Regions from separate parts of the Oryctolagus cuniculus genome. Here region 1 is linked to region 2. A link is a contact called in public Micro-C data. All regions are on one chromosome and are shown on one strand. The core of a region is the stretch at or near the end of the contact, and the rest is flanking DNA. Distances in the headings are between cores, read along the strand shown. Region 1 overlaps PDE8A (phosphodiesterase 8A). Region 2 holds the start of PDE8A (phosphodiesterase 8A).

The links. A called contact is a pair of places that touch in the nucleus more often than the background predicts.
Region 1: a Micro-C map of ear pinna shows a contact between it and region 2, with 2.7 times the contacts expected there. The contact joins the enhancer-like site here to the promoter of PDE8A in region 2. A contact is called at or near these places in 3 of 6 Hi-C or Micro-C datasets (ear pinna, psoas muscle and an unstated tissue).

The regions. Positions count from the first base shown.
Region 1 is chr12:101,340,437-101,346,954 of mOryCun1.1, reverse strand. PDE8A (phosphodiesterase 8A) reads right to left here. Exons shown (of 22, transcript XM_002721497.5): 4 at 1,040-1,096. Among named protein-coding and RNA genes, the nearest start is that of RPS17, 87 kb to the left of the region's middle. Within about 2 kb of position 2,569, at least 4 of the 8 cell types and tissues checked have an H3K27ac peak or open chromatin away from gene starts, as enhancers often do. A contact at or near this core is called in ear pinna, where this site is marked.
Region 2 is chr12:101,254,399-101,261,093 of mOryCun1.1, reverse strand. PDE8A (phosphodiesterase 8A) reads right to left here and starts at 5,341. Exons shown (of 22, transcript XM_002721497.5): 1 at 4,927-5,341. The coding sequence starts at 5,133. It overlaps LOC138844744 (a long non-coding RNA gene), which reads left to right and starts at 6,003. Exons shown (of 3, transcript XR_011381056.1): 1 at 6,003-6,695.

The DNA of each region.
Region 1 (6,518 bases), core at 1,320-3,819, 89 kb before region 2:
GAAAGCAGCAGAAGATGGTCCAAGTGCTTGACCCCTGCCACTCACATGGGAGACCTGGAAGAAGCTCCTGGATCCTGGCTTTGGGCTAGCCCAGCCCCCGCCATTGCAGCCATCTGGGGAGTGAACCAGAGAATGAAATATTCTCTCTCTTTCTCTCTCTCTCTGCATGTGTGTGTTTCTCCCTCTAACTCTGACTTTAAAATAAAAACAAATCCTTTTTTTAAAAGACTGATGTATTTATTTGTAAGTCAGTTACAAAGAGAGAGAGAAAAGGAGAGAGAGAGAGACTCTTTCATTCTCTGGTTCACTCCCAAAATGGCCACAACAGCCAGGGATGGGCCAGCCTGAAGCGAAGAGCCAGGAGCTTCTTCCAAGTCTGCCATGCGTATAGCAGGGGCCCAAGCATTTGGGCCATCTTCGGCTGCCTTCCCAGGTGCATTAGCAGGGAGCTGGATCGGAAGTGGAGCAGCCAGGACTCAAACTGGTGCCCAGACAGGATGCCAGCACCACAGGTGGCGGCTTTACCCACTATGCCACAATGCCGACCCCAAAATAAATGAATGTTAAAACAAACAAAATTTAACAAAATGAAACAAAACACTTTGCTCTCCTCTATTACTCAGGGAAAGCTGTGAAGGACCCAGAAGCACTTCTTTATCTGTGGACGTACGTAAGCTTCTCATGTGAATACCTGCCCTCCTCCCTACCTGGAGTTCAGGATGAAATATGAGACTCCTCCTCCGTGTGGAGCTGGAAGGCTCTAAGCAGGCTCCCCTGGGAACCACACTTTGAGGAATGGAGTGCTCATAGCTTGCCTGCTTCTGAAGTGAATGGCAGTTGAAAACAAAGAAACCTTCACATCCGAAACCCTCCATGAAGTTAACCATAACAGCAACTTAAGATGGTATAAAAATGAAAGACACAAACTACCAAGAGGCATGACTGTCACACAGGCAGCTGTCACTCAGCCATCTGTTACGAGCAAGCATTACATTGATGTCACAAGTTTCAACACCAAGAAAAGAAAAAGAGACTGTACCTGCGTACTACGCCAACGATGACTGTGTTTTCTGAGAGTTTGGATGATCTGATAGACCTGAACAAAATAAAAAGAAAAACAATTCCTAAAGAGCAAATCTGCGAGAGGTGAACAGGAGAGCAAAACATCCTCGCACACTTGGGAGTCACCTCCTTGGCTGCACGAGCGTCCTCCCTTTGGGGACAGACTCCTACTTGTGGACTGTGGCAGCCGGATTGTCACAGCTCGCTGAGGAGCGCCCTCCTACTTGTCCTGGTCTTTGCTGCCCCTACTGTGCGCTTACATGCAAGGAGCTATTTGTCTCTCCCTGACACAGGGCAATGCAATCACCGTGAGCTGATGGCTGTGAACCTTGGGGAGGAGGCAGAGCAAGGCCAGTCTCACTGTGCTCCAAGCAGCTTGAAGAATGAAGAATGCCCAGGTAAAAGGAAGGCGGCTGGCTGGCGCCACGGCTCACGGCTAATCCTCCGCCTGCGGTGCTGGCACCCCGGGTTCTAGTCCCGGTTGGGGTGCCAGTCCAGCTCTCTGCTGTGGCCCGGGAGGGCAGTGGAGGATGGCCCAGGTGCTTGGGTCCCTGCACCTGCATGGGAGACCGGGAGGAAGCACCCGGCTCCTGGCTTTGGATCGGTGTAGCGCCGGCTGTGGTGGCCATTAGGGGCGTGAACCAACAGAAGGAAGACCTTTCTCTCTGTCTCTCTCTCTCACTGTCTAACTCTGCCTGTCAAAAAAAAATTATATATATATATATATATATAAAGAGAGAGGTGGCAAAACTAACAAGAAAAACCCCAAACTGGGACATGCCAGATACAGTTACCAGTCAGAAAGAAGAGCATCCACAGCTGGAGGTGGAGGTGAGAGGGAAAAGCAGCAGCCACTGCCCCCCCCCAGGGCCCTGGCAGCAGGAGGCCCCCACAGCAACAGGGCGTCCAGTCCTCCGAGGGAGCAGCTTCCAAGGCCGCAGGGACTGGGGCCACAACAAAAGGCCCAGAGAGGGCGGAAACGAATGGGCCACACAGGAGTGGGAGGAAGACGGTGCTCTGAGACTGGAGACAGGAAACAGCTCCAGGTTCCTCCTCCATGGAGGAAGAAACTAGGACGTCTGGAGAAAGACAAGTTCCTCACACAGCAGGGGGAGGAACTCAGCTGCGGGAGCGGAAGAAGCCTCAAGCCGCAGGGCACCTGGCACACAGCCTGGGCACCTCCCCACCCCTGGAGAGAGAGGCCGGGACGGGACAGGGACCACCCGAGAGCCGCTTCTGGATCTGCCTGGGAAAGGGTCCCTGGCACAGCACACACTCTCAGGCAGGGGGCAGGAGACTGGGCTCACAGCTGGCGTTTCCGCGATGCCTAGGGACGAGGGATCTAGTCTTGTTTCTGCTTCCGCCACGTCACGGAAGCATGCGGCCAGCCACCTCGGGCCAGCCCTCAGCTTTCCAGAAGAAAAACAGATCTGAGTAGGGTGACGGCAAGCAGGCAACCACACAGACGGTCTCGGTCAACAGTGCGGGTGACCTGCCCCTGCCCATAGCTGTGGCCGTGAGAACGAGGGGCACTGGGCAGAGGACTAAGCGTTCACTTGGACACAGGCCCTTTAGAGGGCCACTAAAACCGTCCAAAGAGGCAGAGGTGCACTTCTGGTCGCCGTAGAATTCATGAACCTGGGGAGGAAACACACACTTGGAAATTGAGAAGGCCAGTTTCAAGAAAGGAAGAGAAAAGATGGGGCTTGAGCCTGTGGCCGGAGATTCTGAAAGCAGCTCAGGCCTGTCGGGATGCCCTCAAAACCACGTTCCCTGGTGTGGCACTAGGATCCAGCTTGGCCACACGTGACAGGAAACTCCAGAGAACAGAGACTAAACTATCTCTCCCTGTCTCAAACACAAGAATGTGCAGAAGGAGGCACCCAGCCTTCTACCTGCTTTTCTCTATTATCTTCACAGGGTTTCTTCCTCACAGCGCAAGACAGAGGCTGAGCACCAGCCACAATGTCCCACTCCAGGCAGCAGGGAAAGGGCACACTTCCTTCCACGACAGGCGGTCCAGGAGATGTATATGGGAACTCCACGGGCCGGCTGAAGGAAAGCAAGGCCACGCAGTGGATTTTCTAGGCGGCCATCTGCCCAGCTGCACATCAGCAGCTGTGTCAGCAGTTAAAGATCAGAAACAGGTACTCGGGGCAACAACCTGTCTTCAGTCAAAGTGGGCAAGGACAAATGACCCAGGCGACAGGAGAGCCCACATGACGACAATGCGGAGCCTCCGCTGAGTTAAACCCTACAAGAGCACAACCCCACTACTGTCGTCTGCTAGGACAGGTTTCAGACGGAAAAGAGCGACATTAGGAAGGAAGTGCAGACCAGGGCGGGTCAAGAGGCTGAGAGCGGCTGGCAGGCTCGGCTCGGGCTTGCTTCTGCGCTGTCCAGAGGGAACTCTGTCTCCCTTCAAGAGGCTTCTTCTCAGTACAGCACCCTGCTTCTGTTGCACGGAGGACTCTGTCCTCACCTTTTCCAATACGCTAAGCATGTGGCTTCTAAAAGGTTCTTTGGTTTCTTATAAAAACAATTCTACTGTTCGTTCGGGCTATTCCTTCCCCTCCATTCTGCTGTGGTAGCTTTTCATAGGCCTCTGCATCCTGTTCTCTTACTACCCAGGCCAAGAGTTTGCTAACAGAGGAGCCAGAAGTTTCCTTAGCAGCCCTTTGCCAGACCCACCTCTTAGTCTGGGCTGCAGACCAAGTCAGCAGGCACAGTTCCAGCTCAGAGAGTGCGGCCAGCACACGCACGTGGGTCTGCTGCCCAGAGTGGGTCCCGGCCTGCCGGCTCTCAGACTAACCCTGAGACCCGACGCAGCTTACTGTTTTGGCAGTATGTAACTGTCAGATTCCTCAATGCCTCTTCCCTTTTTACAACATGGTAGACAAATCCATGGCTCTGTCCAACCCTCATCTTGATTCCTGAGTGGCTGTAGAGAGTAAAGAACGAGGGAGCAGTGGAATAGCTGAGACTGGAGCACAGGCTGCCTGGCTGGGACTTCCTAGGCCGTGTCTGGTCAGTGCACCTGCTGTGTCCCGTGGGAGTGAGGCAAAGCCTCTGTCTGCTGCTCAGCGTCACAGACACTGTAAGCGGGGATGGCACAGGAACGGGTCTCCTTATGACTCCTCACAGCACAACAGAGGAGGGGAAAGTCCTGTCCTGTTCACCCAGCTTTGACACAGGAGAATCTATCCTCGGAAGATTCTGTATGTCTTATTGTTCAGGTCTATTTTTGCCTCCTGCTATTTCCCTGGGTTTTCTGATAAGAAGTTGGAGGACACACAGAAATCTGGTACTGTACAAGGTGGCCTTTAGCAGCCTTGAAAGGGTGCTGACTTGCCCCGGCTCCTCCTGTCTCCTCTTGGCAGCCAAGTAAGCCTCCATCCTGCTCTTAACGCTCCCTTGCACAGAGTATGTCAGCACCTCACCCGCCCGAGGGGTAAGTCCAAAGTCTCTGGCTCAGCACACAAGACCTGCGTGACCCGGCTCATGAGTGCTGCTCCAGGCTCCCAGAGCCACGCTCCGCACCTGCGGGACCAGCAGCCGTGAACACCCAGCAGACACCCTGCCTGTTTCTACACAGGCTGCTCCTTCTACCAGGACCTTTCCCCCTTTCAAAGCTTCTGCTCACCCTTCACAACCCCACCCAAATATCTTCCCGAAGCCCTCGCTGGACCAGGCACCCATGGCTCTCTGTATAAACCTCCTCTGTGGGCACTCACCAGTCTCCCTGAAATCTCCCTCTTGTCTTTTGGAGTTGCCTATGTGCTAAGAATAAGAAGTGAAGCCTTGGGGCCGGCACTGTGGTGCAGCTGGTTAAAGCCATGGCCTGAAGCATTGGCATCCCATTTGGGCGCCGGTTCAAGTCCCAGCTGTTCCACTTCCAATCCAGCTCCCTGCATTCACACCCGGGAAAGGCAGTGGAAGATGGCCCAAGTGCTTGGCCCCTGTCACCCACGTGGGAGACCTGCAAGAAGCTCTGGATTCCTGGCATTGGCATGGCCCAGTCTCAGTAGTTGTGGCCATTTGAGGAGTAACCAGAGGATGGACGATCTCCCTCTCTCTCTCTCCCTCTCCCTCTCTTTCTCTCTGTAACTCTGCTTTTTTAAAAATTTTTATTTATTTATTTATTTACTTATTTATTTATTTAACAGGCAGAGTGGACAGTGAGAGAGACAGAGAGAAAGGTCTTCCTTTGCCGTTGGTTCACCCTCCAATGGCCGCCGTGGCCGGCACGCTGCAGCCGGCGCACCGTGCTGATCCGATGGCAGGAGCCAGGTGCTTCTCCTGGTCTCCCATGGGGTGCAGGGCCCAAGCACTTGGGCCATCCTCCACTGCACTCCTGGGCCACAGCAGAGAGCTAGACTGGAAGAGGAGCAACCGGGACAGAATCCGCCGCCCCGACCGGGACTAGAACCCAGGGTGCTGGCGCCGCAGGCAGAGGATTAGCCTAGTGAGCCGCGGTGCCGGCCTAACTCTGATTTTAAAATAAATAAATAAATCTGTAAAAAAAATTAATAAATCCCTGGTCTACAGTGCTGGCATCTCAATATGGGTGCTAGTTCATGTCCCAGCTGCTCTTCTTCTGATCCAGCTCTCTGCTTATGGCCTGGGAAAGCAGTAGAAGATGACCCAAGTGTTTGGGCCTCTGCACCCATGTGGGAGACCTGAAAGAACCTCCTGGCTTCTGGCTTCAGATCAGCCGAGCTCCAGCCATTGCAGCCATTTGGGGAGTGAACCAGCATTTGGAAGACCTTTCTCTCTGTCTTTCCCTCTCTCTGTCTGTGACTCTGCCTCTCAAATAAATAAATAAAATCTTTTTTTAAAAAAAATCCCTTTTCTTAGTTTTGTGTGCTACCCAGAACTTTTGCATATTGAAAATTCACAAATATTATAATTAAGGCACACTCAACTAACCTTAGAAGACAATCTTCAAAACTTTTTATAATTTTTTTTTTTTTTAGATTTTATTTATTTATTTGAAGAGGAGAGGCAGAGAGAGAGAGAGAGAGAAAGGTCTTCCATCCGATGGTTCACTCCCCAGATGGCCACAATGGCCAGAGCTGTGCCGATCCAAAGCCAGGAGCCAGGAGCTTCTTCCCGGTCTCCCACGTGGGTGCAGGGGCCCAAGGACTTGGGCCATCTTCTACTGCTTTCCCGGGCAATAGCAGAGAGCTGGACAGGAAGTGGAGCAGCCGGGTCTCAAACCCATATGGGATGCCAGCACTTCAGGCCAGGGTGTTCACCCACCGCGCCACAGCACCGGCCAACTTTTTATAATTTTGAAAACAATCTGGAAAATTCTAATAATTCTTGGTGTAGTAATATACAGGTAATAGTCGTAGTAAACTACATACCAAGTTTCATCTTAACTCTTACTGATTCTCATTCATACTCTCTTACTGTTTGGAGCTACACTAAGCAAAGCAAAGCAAGACAAAACA
Region 2 (6,695 bases), core at 4,092-6,591:
TGTTTGTCCCAGACATCTGCATCCCATATGGAGATCGAGTGCCTGGATCTGAGTGCTGGCTAGGCTCCTGATTCTGGCACACCTTGGGAGGCAGCTCAGGATTTGAGTCCCTGCCACCCAGCTGAGAGACCTGGATGGAGTTCCCACCTCCTGGCTCAGCCTGCCCGTCCCAGCTGTTGTGGGCATTTGGGCAGTGACCTAGCAGATGGAAGATCTCTACCTCTCTCTCACTGGCTCGCTCTGTTTCTCTCTCTCCCTAAGAAATAAATATTTTTTAAAAATAGAATCACACTTAAAACTCATAGCACAGTGACAGTAAGCACTCAACAACATATATAATACAAATGAATGCAAAATATCTATATGATAGGAAGACAAGAAATTGTAAAAAGAAATATCTTTATATGACTAGGCCTGGTTAAGACAGTAAAAATCCATGTGTCAAATGGCATAAGCACACCACAATGAGGGAACTCACCAACCCCAGTGCCAGAGATTAAGGACAGTCACTTATTACAAGGGCACAAAGTTAGGTCTCATTTTCTCAACTATGCTTTCAGAGAAACTTTACTAACTCCATTTAAGCTACAAAGGTCAAAGACCCCTACTGGAGGGGAAAAAAAAAAGCCAAGTCACACAGAGAGAGAAAACTGCTTTAGTTTACACAAATATACAAATCTGACTAACCCACTGTGTAACTTAGAGGCAGGCAACAGACGCAACTGCGAAGCTCGGGCGCCAGATCACTACCAACTTTTCAGCTGATGAGGCGGGCTGGCTTGGGCGGTTTTGTGGGGGAAGGTGGGCTGGCAGGACAAAGCAAGGAGAAAACTGGCAAGAGGGAGAGAAGGAAATGAAAAACAGGAGGAAAAACAGAAAGAAAAGAGCAGGACAGAAGCGGGGAGGAACAGAAAGCAGCTGGAGGGTGTCTGAGGGTTTTCTGTGAGCGCTGCCAGCAGCCACACGTGCGGAGAGGTCGGGGTGCGGCCGCTGTTACCTGTCACCTGGTATATACTCCCCATCCGGCTACCCTAATCCTTAAATCTTTACAGGGAAATCCACACTGCTCGACAGGGTGGGAACTGATCACTTCCCAGTTCAATGCCCTAAAGAGCAATAACCAGAGATTCCCATAAAACCAAACTTCACAGCCTCCGCTGCTTAAATCCGGGTCCCACCCCTTTATATGGGCTGGGCGGATTCTCCACTTCGACAACCTGGCTCAACAAACGTTTATGAAAGGCCTACTGTGCGCCAGGCTTGGTGGGTCAGCAGCAAGCTGGCGTGACTGCCCCCTCACAGAGCTGGCTGGAAACCTGGTGACTGGGCGGGGTGGGGGTGGGGGGGATGCCAATCAAGCAGGATCATGGATATGTGCAAACAGGGAGGGGTGGGGGCACAGGGTGTCCTCTAACACCCCTCCCCCGCACAGACATCTTTCAAGGGCAACTCCAGTCCTAGCCGAGGAAAAGGGAAACCGGGTAAATCCAAAGGCTGACAAGAAAATATTGAAATGCTACAGTTAAAGCTCACACTGATTAAAAATAAACAAAACTGTAAGTGTTCAGACTTAACACAGCATTCATTATCTGCAACCACACACACTAGAACTCCTGAAACGAATAAACAGCCAGAGAGTATTTTTAGTAATACTTAAATAAGTTCACACAGACAGCCCAGCCTGATGGATTACAAGATCCTAAAGCACCTTTGGAATCATTAAGAAGCAAATTGAGTTTTACTGTTAAACGTATTTCTTGTACTTTGAGTATTGGTATCTCGCATAAGGAATCAGGCCCTTTAACGTGTGGCCCGCCCAAGACACACCTCACGAAAAGGGCCGCTTAAACAAGTTTGGGAAATGCTACACGCTGTAAACACCAAGTAGTGAGTCGGTGTATTTTAAGAAATGAAGTTCTGACAGTCGTGCAGGAAAGAACTCTGCTGAACTTAGTCTGGGCCGGTATTTCCTAAACTTATTTGACCATAGAATCCTCTTCTCACGTAATACTTCCATTAACAGTCTGCAAACTGCCGCGTGGAACACACGGAGGACGCACTAGAGGGCACACGCCGCTTTGTCTGAAACGTAGTTCATTATCAGTTTCCCACCTCTGATGAATTGGTATTGACTAAATGCTATGGAAATACAAAAACTTCTCCCCATCAATTAATTTCTTGTTGAAATTCAAAGGTAGGATGACTTACTATGGTTTGAAGAAGAAATTTTTAATGAACTAAAATTAGATCTTAAGTTACCAATATAAGAAATCAAATTAATCATATTATTTGGCTTTGCTAAATTGTTAAAGTTTATCTTCTTCTCCAACAAGTATTTCTGAATTTCCAGGATATATTTCACAGTAATTTTAAAGGCTTATTCCCTTCAAGAAAAAAATGTTGTGTTAAAAAAAAAAAAAAAAAAAAAAAAAAACAAGATTTACCTCTGCTCTATTACCTGATATGACCATATACAAATATCTATAACTGAGACATACTATCAACACATTCTATTCATGAATAAGTACAGGACTATTATTTCTCTAGTTGTAGTGCTATGATTTATAATCTGACCCCTCCTCTAAAAATTCGAGTATCTTGGGGCCGGTGCTGTGGCGTAGCAAGTAAAGCCACTGCCTGAGGTGCCGGCATCCCATATGGGCGCAGGTTCAAGTACCAACAGCTCCACTTCCGATCCAGCTCTCTGCTATAGCCTGGGAAAGCAATAGAAGATGGCCCAAATCCTTGGACCCCTGCATCCACATGGGAGACCCAGAGGAGGCTCCTGGCTTCGGATCGGCGCAGCTCCGGCCATTGCGGCCATCTGGAGAGTGAACCAGCAGATGGAAGACCTCTCTCTCTCTCTCTCTCTCTCTCTCTCTCGATCTATTTGCCTCTTCTTCTCTCTTTGTGACTCTTTCAAGTAAATAAATCTTTTAAAAAAATTCTAACATCTTTTAAAGCCCATATTTGAGGCTTCGAGGAATCAAATTCTAGTAACTGAAAAAGTTTCATCATTCAGTTAATAAAAAATCAACTCAACACACATTTATTTAGCACCTGCCACATGCATGCCACTGGAGCAGGCACTGCAAGGATGAATGGTATACTGGAGAGGCTTACAAGATGTGTAGGCAAACCTAAGGACACTCAGCCTGCCACAAAAAAGCCTGGAAGACACAAAGCCCTCTTACTTAAAGGACTACTCGGTTAACTGAAAAGTTTAACATTATTATTTTAAAGAGTTATTTATTTGAAAGAGTTACACAGAGAGAGAAGCAGAGGCAAAGAGAAAGAGGTCTTCCATCCGATGGTTCACTCCCCCAATTGGTTGCAACAGCTCCTGAGCGGATCCAAAGCCAGGAGCTTCTTCCGGGTCTCCCATGCGGGTGCAGGGGTCCAAGGACTTGGGCCATCTTCCACTGCTTTCCCAGGCCACAGCAGAGAGCTGGATCAGAAGTGTAGCAGCCGGGACACGAACCAGCAGCCATATGGGATGCTGGCGCTGCAGACGGCGGCTTTACTCACTGTGCCACGATAACCAATGTTAGATTTGCGTCAAAAGCATGAACACTACTAAAATTTCCATAGTCAACTTTACCTGTACTATGCTGTTTTTCTTTGCAAGCCAGTTAGATGGGCTTATTAAGCCACTGACATTAAAAGCAGCGTGAGTTAATAGTCCAAACCATCATAGGTTTCTTAGAAGAATCTACAGGAGAAACATTTCAGCCTCTGATAACCAGAACAAAGTGGAATTTTCAGTTAGGGCGTTTTAGTTACTGAAAATGATGTTTCCTTTTCATTTAGAAAAGTAGCATGAGGACTGCTAAACATTTAAGATGGAAAGTAGATCACACTATATCCATCAAATGAGAGACTTAGCAAGCCTCAATCAGCAAGAACATTTTGCAAATGACTCAAAAACTGGTAGTGATGACAAAGATGATATTTAACCACCTGCAGCCAAAATTTTTTTTCCTGTAACTAGTTTGATAAAACGTAGAACACTGCTTGAGTTCCAGCCCTAGATTTCAAATCAGACAACTGCAAAGCCGCTGCTGTGTGTGCCTTAATGAATAATTTCCCCTATTTTCCTTTTTATCTTTCCTTTAGGAAACCGTAACAAAAGCCAAGCCCAGAAACTTTGGCAAGACACAAGCCAAGGCAACAAGCACTGGAGAAGACACGCGATTTTTTTACCCCCCCCCCAAAAAGTCACAAAATGTCCCAGTAAGACTGCTTAATAAAAGATTAACTTTGTTCTGCTGAATGCTTCAAAAAACGGGTTAGAGATAGTATTTTCTAATTACATATGCTTTAAATACAATATGTATGCTAATAAACGTGAACCTCAAATACATGTGCAATGAAGCAAAGCTGATGTGGTTCCAGATTACATTTTAATAGCCCCAAAGAAAATGGAAAAGTCCGTGTGCAAAGCCGACAGAGGGAAAACAGGACAGGACAGGAGGGTCCAGTCCCCTTCACGGGGCCGCTCGCCCTTCGCTGCCTACCACTGGCACCAAAGTCCACACTGGCAAAACGGTTCAGGGCCGCGCCAGAATATCCTGGGGTCCCCCGCACCCCAGTAACACCAGCTTTTGGAGAGGGAACCGACCCGAGCGCTTCGTCTCGGTCAAGTTCACGGCCGGCCTCGCCGCTCCGGGCGTCGGGTCCGTCTAAGCAGCGGACCGTGCGGCTCGGACAGCGTCCTAATCGGGGGTCCCAGGTCCTCCTCGGGTCAGCGTCCTCCGAGCGCTGCCCAGGCCCCGACGGACGCCTGCTGTCCACCAGAGCCCGCCAAAGCCCGGCGAGAGGGCACCGCGGCCCGGAGGGGGCCCCGCCCGGCCCCCCCGAGGGAAAGTTGCCGCCCGGCCGGCCCGAGTGAGGCGGCGGACAGGGAGCCCCCAGCCGCCCCTTTACCTGCTTGCCGCTGCCGTCGCGAGGCTCGGACTCCACGAGGCTGCTGTCGCGGGCCCGGGGCAGGACGGCCGTCTTCGGGGCCTGTGGGAGGCGCGGCTCGCCGGACAGCGGGGGCGCCGCCGCGGGGCCCGGCGCGTCCTCGGCCTCTTTGCCGCCGTGGTACACCGCCCGCTCCTCGGAAATGTGGATGCTCGGGGCGCAGCCCATGCTGGCGGCGGCGCGGCGGACACGCTGGCGGGCAGCCGCGATCCGGTCAGCAAACGGCCCGCCCGGCGCCTCGGGACGGCCGCGGGCGCCGTGTCATCGCCGCCTGGGCGGGCGGCGGGCGGCGGCGGCGGCGAGCGCGGGTCTCGCGTCAGGAAGTGCGGCCGCCCCTTTTATCGCGGTGCGGGCGCGGCGGCGGCGGCGGTGGCGGGGAGGGGGCGCTGGGGCGGGCGGCACGCCGCGGCCGCCCCTCCGAACATGCCCTTCCTGAGGCGGGAGCCGCCGGCCGCCTCCCTCACATCGCCGCGCTCGCCTCGGTCGCGCCGCGCTTCCGGGGAATGTCGGGGGAGGGGAGCCGTGCGTTCTCCCAGCCCGAGTCCTCGCGCGGTGGCACGACCCCCACCCCGGGAGAGTGAGCCCCCCGAAGTGCCCGCACCGCGCTGCCGCTGCCTCTGCCGCCGCCTCCCCGGGGCTCCGACTCCGCCCGCTGGGCCGCCGCCCCGCGGCCAGGCGCCCCTTGGTCGGGCGCCGGTGGCGGGGAAGGCTAGCCTGCACGCTCCCGCTGCCCGGGGTGCAGAGTCAGGGGTCGGCCGAAGCCCCCTGTGGGCGGCCGCACGGCGGCCGGCGAGGCCGGGAGGGGAGCACCCGGGCTCCAGCCGGGCCTGGGGCCGCGCCGTCGAGAAGCGCAGCAGCGGCAGCGCGCACCCGCGAGTTGCGGCTGGCGCGGCTCCGGTTCCGCCGCCTGCGCTCCGGGCCGCGTCTTGCCGACAGCACGCCGCGCCCAGCCCCCAGCGGTGACCTCCAGCGGCTGCTGGCGTCAATGCAAAGCAGCTGGGGCGCCCGCCGCCTCCTCGGGCGCCGCCCGCGACTGCGCATGCGCGACTGCGGTCCCGGGGCAGGCACGGCGGCCCTCGCCTCGGGATGGAAAGGACCTGCCCAAGGACACCCGGGCTGCTCGGGCCCCCTAGACCGCTACGTTCGAATGCGGCTCTGTGACCTCCGGTCACTGGGTCACGGCCTAGGAGCTGCTGGGGACACGGGTCGGGGGCTGAGAAGCGAACGGAGGCGCTGCACGCCGGGTCCCAGGAGGTCGGATCTGGGCGTGCCTGCCTGGGGCCGCCGGCCAGATGCACTCAGCTGCGCCTTAGGCGGCTTCGGTGCGGAGGAGCCGCGGGCGGGGAGGCGGTCCTGCTCTCAGCCGAACACAAAGACCCCTCCGAGCCGCCACCACGGGCCTTTGCTTGCAGGAGCAGTCCGGGAGCGAGGGGCGCACGCAGTGCAGGGCTGCGGCCTCCGAGGACCGCAGGCATGGCCAGCAGCCCGCTGTGCGGCTCGGCCGAGTCGCCTGGCCTCGCCCAGTCAGCCGCAGGGCAGCGCCCCGGGTTGCCCCTGCCGTCCTTACAGCGAGCTGTCCCCAGCCCCTGCCTGCCCTCGTGCACCCCGGGCGCCCCCGTCCGCGGAAGCCGGCGGAGCGCGGAGCAGCCGGCCCCTCGCCTTTCCTCTCCAGCCGTCCACACCTTTCCCTGCGCGGCCCCGGAGCGACCCTGAGGAGCCGCCGCTCGCGC